Linked DNA regions of Sus scrofa: region 1 is linked to region 2. A link is a contact called in public HiChIP or PLAC-seq data. All regions are on one chromosome and are shown on one strand. Each heading gives the region's core, a stretch centred on a gene start, on an enhancer-like site or on the middle of the called end of the contact. The rest is flanking DNA. Distances are from core to core; before and after follow the strand shown. Region 1 overlaps SLTM (SAFB-like transcription modulator). Region 2 overlaps RNF111 (E3 ubiquitin-protein ligase Arkadia).

Evidence for each region. HiChIP or PLAC-seq counts read pairs in DNA pulled down with a chosen protein or histone mark.
Region 1: an H3K27ac HiChIP or PLAC-seq map of alveolar macrophages shows a contact between it and region 2. The contact joins two enhancer-like sites. A contact is called at or near these places in 1 of 47 Hi-C or Micro-C datasets (epiblast stem cells) and 1 of 2 datasets of contacts at active chromatin or transcription factors (alveolar macrophages).

Annotation. Positions count from the first base shown.
Region 1 is chr1:113,138,133-113,141,828 of Sscrofa11.1, reverse strand. SLTM (SAFB-like transcription modulator) reads right to left here. Exons shown (of 21, transcript XM_021073623.1): 21 at 1,225-3,696. Among named protein-coding and RNA genes, the nearest start is that of SLTM, 55 kb to the right of the region's middle. Within about 2 kb of position 1,933, at least 3 of the 83 cell types and tissues checked have an H3K27ac peak or open chromatin away from gene starts, as enhancers often do. A contact at or near this core is called in alveolar macrophages, where this site is marked.
Region 2 is chr1:112,993,757-112,997,806 of Sscrofa11.1, reverse strand. RNF111 (E3 ubiquitin-protein ligase Arkadia) reads left to right here. Exons shown (of 14, transcript XM_013992925.2): 3 at 1,046-1,172. Among named protein-coding and RNA genes, the nearest start is that of CCNB2, 54 kb to the right of the region's middle. Within about 2 kb of position 1,751, at least 2 of the 83 cell types and tissues checked have an H3K27ac peak or open chromatin away from gene starts, as enhancers often do. A contact at or near this core is called in alveolar macrophages, where this site is marked.

The sequences.
Region 1 (3,696 bases), core at 684-3,183, 140 kb before region 2:
TCCTAGATATTTACTCAAGAGAAATGAAAACATGTGCAAAGAGTTGTACACAAATATTCATACCAGTTTTATTATAGCCAAAACCTGTCAGCAACTCAAATTTTCATCAAAAGGCAGATGCATAAAAAATTGTAATACATCCAAACAGTGTAATACTACACAGCAACAAAAAGAACTACTGATATACAAAGCAATATGGCTGAACTGCAAAAACATTACACTAAACAAAAGGAGCTAGATACAAAAGAAGATTACTCTAGGAAGCAAAATGTCCAGTGATAGAAAACACATAAATGGTTGCATGGGCCTGAAGAGATGAACTGCCATGTCCAGGAAAGGGCACAAGTAAAACCTCTAGTGATGAAAATATTCTGCATCTCAAAAAATGGTAGTGGTCACTTGGGTGTGTTCACTTATCAAAACTTATTAAACTGTATACTTAAAATGTGTGCATATTTGTAAATTTTATTCAAAATGTTAAAAATTGTACTTCTATATACTAGCAACAAATGATTGAAAATTGAAATTTAAAAATTCCATTTATAATAGCATCAACTGTACTATTTAAATATAAATTTAACAAAACATACACAAGAACTGTACACTGAATACCAGACCCTGAGTTACCTCATTTCTGTCATTCTGTGTCCACTTGGTTTTTCTGTTTAAAATTTTAAAACTAGTTAAACAGAGTGAGAATTATAAAATGTACTATTTGCTTTATAAGTATAAATTTTGGTTTAACACAAAAAATACTTCACTGAACTGTAATAATATCTTTTAAATTGAACATTTATTTTTAAATTCAAGAGCAATTAAGGAAAATGCTTATTATGGCAAATAATTTTGTCATATGGAGGAGGATGTGTTTAGAAATTGTTTTGTGGTATCAGCTGTACTACATAGGTCATTGGTCATATCTCCCCTACACTGGATGAAATAATTTGAAGTTTGAATCTTGGTTTCACCACTTGCTATCTATATGATCCTGAGCAAACTGTTCCTTAGTTTCCACACATTAAAATGGGAATAGTGCCTATACATAAATCATAAGCTTGTTATTAGAATTAATTAATGCATGTAAATTACCTAATACAATGCTAGCACATGCTGCGCGCTCAGTAATACTAACTTCTGTGATGACAAACAAGCTCATAAGACATTTAACATGCATGACACAGATTAATAAGCATGAAGTATTAGCTATCTCATTGTGTGCTAAGATTTTTTTTTCCCCTTTAGTTTCCTGTGATTAGTTGGAATGACGAGAGTTGACTATATTTTGCATTTTTATGGAAGTCAGACAGGAATCATAAAGGCCATAAATCTGTGGATAAAGGAACCAGGGTCCACAAAGGTTAAATTATATGTTCCAACTAGCAGGATCAGAACCAGACTCCAAGGCTCCTAACTCTGGATCTAGTGTCTTCATCTTTTTAAAAAGAGTTACCTGACCGTAACTCTTGTTGAAGGTGACTCTCCAGTTACTAGAATGAAAACAAAGTACTGTTTCCCCAAATAATACATAGTAGTAGTACTTCACAGCTCAACCAAGTTAGTTCTGAAAGCCACAAGTTCCTAAAGCTGATGCTGAAGTTCCTCTTCCCTTACTCTCAGTGATTCAACTACATCAAATTATTTCATCATTGGTTAACCAGAAAATTAATCAGAGCATCTCATCTCACTGGCAAAAGATGGTATTTCTAAAACTAAAATGACGTGTTGGAGCAGTGAGGAAAACTCTACTAACCATAAAATTGCCAGCTGGTCTTGGAAGAGCATTGGGTCTTACCTACTCTAAGCTCTGCCCCCATAGTGGTTCCCAAACCTGGCTGTGCATACGAATTCTCAGGGGGACTTTTGCAGAAGAACATCCCTAGGTCACACCCTGAATGTCCTGGAGTAGGACTCAGGCTTGAGAACTATTTACTGCCTTATCTTGCCCAATTAGACTTAAGATTTCGCCATCAGCAGCTGTACCCGTTCAGTTCTCTGTTTAACCAGCAACATTTCCAAATTCACTTTTTCTCTTCTGCTTTATTTTTATTCATTTATTTTGCTTTTTTAAGGGCCGCACCCACAGCATATCAAAGTTCATAAGCTAGAGGTCAAATCAGAGCTGTAGCTGCTGGCCTACGCCACAGTAACAGCAACACAGGATCCCAGCTGCGTCTGAGACTTATACCACGGTTCACAGCAGTACCATATCCTTAACTCACTGAGCAAGGCCAGGGATTGAGCTCATATCCTCATGGATACTAGTCGGGCTCGTTACTGCTGAGCCACAACGAGAACTTCCCTCTTCTGCTTTATAATTAGAGACCATGATATGAATTTGCTAAAACAAGAGAATTAATGAGAATTAGTTCAGGGTTCTACACGTATTTTTGTCATTTAAATCCTAACAACAGCCCCGCAAGGTAAGCCAAGTTGATCTTCTTGGACTTACAGATAAACTGCCCATAATGGCACCCACCTAGTAAATGGCACAGTTTTCACTTGAACCCCTAATTCTTCACATTCCAAAGTCTTTAGATGGGACAACACTGTACATTGCCCCCCACATGAAAGCCTTTCCTAGTGCACAATCTGGCCTAAGTTTGAGCAGTTCAGTGGTAATGATGTATACAAGGTGATGAAGACCCAGTGAAGTCATCTTTCTTGAGGCCAGAAAGGTGGACCAAGGAAGGCAGATCATTTGGAGAATAAAGTGAAAGTCATTTGAAAAGCTCATGGGTACATGATAATTTTAAGAAAATTTGGATTTTTTGAAGGGTTCTTCCTTATTTTACAGAATCATAATATTACAGATTTTTAGTCATTATATACTTAAGGAATGCACCATATGACACTTACTTGCTGTGTTATCTGATCTGTCTCCTCCCCACTCCATCTCTCAAATGCTGGCAGCATGATGGGCAAATTAATGAATTAATATATGGTGATGGACATCACTAGAAACTTCAGAGAAAGAAAATGGTCTCTATCCAAATGACAGATTCTTGCTTGAGCGTTTGATGTACTTAGGCAGTCTTTAATAAACCAATGAAATTTTAACTACTGAGCAGTGTTCATACTCTTATTTCCTAACCCTGTTGGCAAATCCAAGGAGGAATATATGCTTTTATGAGCTTGGAGCTAGAGCAAAGATGACTTGATGGTTAATAATCATGCCTAAGGCAGGAATCTCCTCTCAGGGAGCATGAGCCCCTTGGCTTAAGTCTGATGGTCTGGGCAGTCTATCTCTAAACAGTCCCATTTCTTACTGGTCACTGCACCAAGGGGTGGCTTATGAGGCTTTTGGCCTTCCTCAAGCCCTCACCAGATACTCTCAAAGTTACTGATAAGTATTCAGTCTTAAAAGTATGTTGGTTACACCAATGCAATTTCAAGACAAAACCCAGATCCCCCCACTCTAACCACTACTCCAACCAGACTGCAGCTCCTATACCCCTACTATAAAAATTCTGGGGAGTTGCCATTGTGGCTCAGCAGTAACAAACTCAACTAGTATCCATGAAGCCCCGCTCAGTGGGTTAAAGATCCAGCATTGCTGTGAGCTGTGTGTAGGTCGCAGACATGGCTTGGATACCTCATTGCTGTGGCTGTGGTGTAGGCCAGCGGCTACAGTTCCTATTCAACCCCTAGCCTGGGAAATTCCATATGATATGGGTGTGGCCCTAAAAACAAACAAAA
Region 2 (4,050 bases), core at 502-3,001:
AAACTCCATACTCATTACACAGCTCCCTTTCCCCCTTCCTCACAATCCTTGTAACCACCATTTCACTTTCTCTATGAATTTGACTACTTTAAATACTTCACATAAGTGGAATCATACACTCTTTTTGTGTGTGCCTCGGGTTGTTTAACTTAGCAGGGCCAGATTCTATTTATAATATATTATCTAGTGCCATAAATAAAAATTAGTTCTAGATAAGGTAAATAATTAAGGAAACACATTGAACCAAATATGTACAATCTTCTAAATAGGAAGCACTTTCCAAACTTAGGCTATTATATAAAAGAACACATACAAAAATATTAACACATTTTATAGCACAAAACTAAAAGTCTACTGTGTTTCTTAAAAAAATAGCATATCACATTTAAAAAAACAAAGAAAACATACAGTGAGCATAGTATCTTTATTTTCGATATTAAAGAGTTAATATAGTATGTAAATATCTTACATAAAATTTTATATCAGTACTTTTAGATATTAGTGTTACTATCTCAATATAAGATTATACAAATTCATATGGAAACTACTAAAAGTTTTTAAAGAAGAAACAAAAATCATAAGAGGAAGTAATCAGGAGTATGTGCACATTAAGTGAATAAGTACTGATTTCACTATGTGTGGTGAGCTCTGGTTTTAAAAAGTTTGGCAGGAGTTCTTGTTGTGGCGAAGTGATTAACGAATCCGACTAGGAACCATGAGGTTGCGGGTTTGATCCCTGGCCTTGCTCAGCAGGTTAAGGATCCGGCATTGCCGTGAGCTGTGGTGTAGGTCGCAGATGTGGCTCGGACCCCAAGTTGCTGTGGCTGTGGTGTAGGCAGGTGGCTACAGCTCTGATTAGACCCCTAGCCTGGAAACCTCCATATGCTGAAGGAGTGGCCCTAGAAAAGAAAAAAAAAAAAGTTCGGCAGATGTGATTTTCTACTTTTATAATGGATTGTGATATTCAAAGTCAAAATAAAAATAATTGTCTATAAATTAGCTGACAGGCATATGCCCTCTAAATGTTTTTGCTTTTTGTTTTCAGGAAGTATTGATGAAGATGTTGTGGTGATAGAAGCTTCCTCCACTCCCCAGGTCACTGCCAATGAAGAAATTAATGTTACCTCAACTGACAGTGAAGTGGAGATAGTAACAGTTGGGGAAAGCTATCGGTAAGATTTTAATTCCTAGTCGTATGTTTGAAATTCAAAATATAAATTTTGGGAGTTCCCGTCGTGGCGCAGTGGTTAACGAATCCGACTAGGAACCATGAGGTTGCGGGTTTGGTCCCTGCCCTTGCTCAGTGGGTTGACGATCCGGCGTTGCCGTGAGCTGTGGTGTAGGTTACAGACGCGGCTCGGATCCCGCGTTGCTGTGGCTCTGGTGTAGGCCAGTGGCTACAGCTCCGATTGGACCCCTAGCCTGGGAACCTCCATATGCCGTGGGAGCGGCCCAAGAAATAGCAACAACAACAACAACAACAACAACAAAGACAAAAGACAAAAGACAAAATATATATATATATATATAAATTTTGTGTCCTGGTGCTCCCTTTGTATAAGTGGTGCTGCATTTATACTTCACATGTACCCTTCCAAAGAACTGTCAGCTGGGCCCAGGCTGCCCTCCTGTGAGTTCAGGCCACTGTTGTCTTTGATGAGGAAACACCATGAGGACACAAAACAAATGGGTTGTAACAAGTTCTGCATTCCATCAGGTCACAGGGCCAAAGGGACAAACAGTGTGAACTGGAAATTGGCACTTGCCATATGCCTCTGCATAGATTAAATCATGAGTCACTGCAGCTCCTGACCCTTAGCACACCCTGAAAGAAGCTCAGGGTGAAGAATAGGAGTGAGGTACTCTGTGCTCTGGAAAAACTGACAGAACACATCTTCAGATAGGTATTGTCAGGAGAAGATTTTATGAGTCCAGTTCTGGCATCTCCTCATATCTAGAAAAGCACTAAAATCCTTCATGATGTCTGTTCCTTGTGACTAGCAGTAACCTTCACAAAACTAGCAGTGACCTTCTCCAAAATGTGTGCTTGCTTGCATGGACCTCCCCATTTCACCAAAATCATATATAGACCATACCCTGCCTCTTTGGAGTGATTTTTTCAGAGCTGTCTGAAGTGCTTCCTCCCAGGCTGTAGACCTTATTTTGCCCCAAATAAAACTTAACTCTCAAAAAAATTATTTATGTATATATTTATATTCATATATAAATATTTAGACATATTTATGCTACAAGTATTTGCATTTTTTTTTTGACCTAGTTCGAGTATGTTATAGCAACTGGATTAGTGGTTGTCAGATTAAGCTGCATTATAGTCATCCACATAGATTATAAAATATATTCTGAATCATAGTCCAGCAGATCCAGAATCTTAGGGATCAGTATTTTTTTTAAGCACCCCAAGTATACAGTAAGTGTAGGGAGTTCCCCGGTGGCACAGTGGGTTAAGGATTCAGTGTTGTCACTGCTGTGGCTTGGGTTGCTCCTGTGGCATGGATTTGATCCCTGGCCCAGGAACTTCCACGTGCCACAAGTGCAGCCAAAAAAAATAGTCATTGCTCTTGGTAAACAGCAGTTTTACATGGTGTTTTACAAAACTGAGTTTTCAAACTCAATTTCAGAGAGTTCACAAACTCCTTTGGAATTTAGATGTGAATAGTACTTAAATATTGGGATCTGATATTGATATCTCATCAGTACCAGTGACATTTGTATTATTATATTAGGACAACCTAGTAGGAAACGTATTTTTTGAATTTTTTTAACCTTCACTTTTAATATTATGTAAGCCCTTAAATGAAAAATCCTCATTCGTTTTGATAAATAACTAGAAATGGCATTGCCCTTTTGAAAATCACTTTGACCAAGGAAAAAAAAAAAGAGAGAGAGAGACCCTAATACTATATTTACCATGTGCTTTAGTTGATTACAAATGTTGGTAAGGGAAGAAGTAAAGTATTCCTCTCTTTCATTTGATACACCAAACTAACCTATGGATGCATTGTAATTTTTGTGCTGTAATGAATTTAGAAATGTATTTGCTTAATTTTAATTTGTTACTGATTTTTTAAAAAGACATTCTTGCTTCAGAAGCATGTTACAAACATACCTAGAATATGCTTCTCTACTTGCCCATTGGGGTACTACTTTTAATATCACGGAAGAGAGCACTCTATAATATGTCCATAATTGTTTTAAATTTTCAGTGATTTTCCTGGACTCTGAGGAAAATTGATAGTTCACGGTATATGCCACAGTTATCCTGTGACTGCCATAGTGCCTTTGGTTCAACACTGATTGGGTGTAAGGGTTGTTGAAGTGGTTCAGGAGAAAGAGAACTGTTCTCTTTTTCCCTGTGGAACCAGAGAGCTTTCTTGTCATGAAGATGCTTAATGGTCAAGGAGATGCATTTACCATAGTGATAGTGATCTTGAAGAAGACACACAGTGGAGTTCCTGTCATGGCTCAGTGGTTAACGAATCTGACTAGGAACCATGAGATTGTGGGTTTGATCCCTGGCCTCGCTCAGTGGGTTGAGGATCCAGCACTGCCATGAGCTGTGGTGTAGGTCGCAGATGTGGCTCGGATCCTATGTTGCTGTGGCTCTGACATGGGCTGGCAGCTGCAGCTCCAATTGGACCCCTGGCCTGGAAACCTCCATAAGCCACGAGTGCAATCCTGGAAAAAGACAAAAAAAAAAAAAAAAAAAAATTCTTGGTTTCTTAAGAATTTTAAATGGTCTTTCTCCTTATCTAAAACCATTTCATCTTGAAACATTTGTTTACTCTCGTGCCTTAATCTATACAGTTCTTGCTGGAATATGATGGTCTGTTTGTTTTACTGTATTAGGCTTTAACCTCTATATTCCTATTACTTGAAAATTTTATTTTATTTTTTTAATGTTTTTTATTTTTTCCATTATAGCTGGTTTACAGTATTCTGTCAGTTTTCCATTGTACAGCAAAGTGACCCAGTCACTCATACATATATACAATCTTTTCTCACGTTATCCTCCATCGTGCTCCATACTAA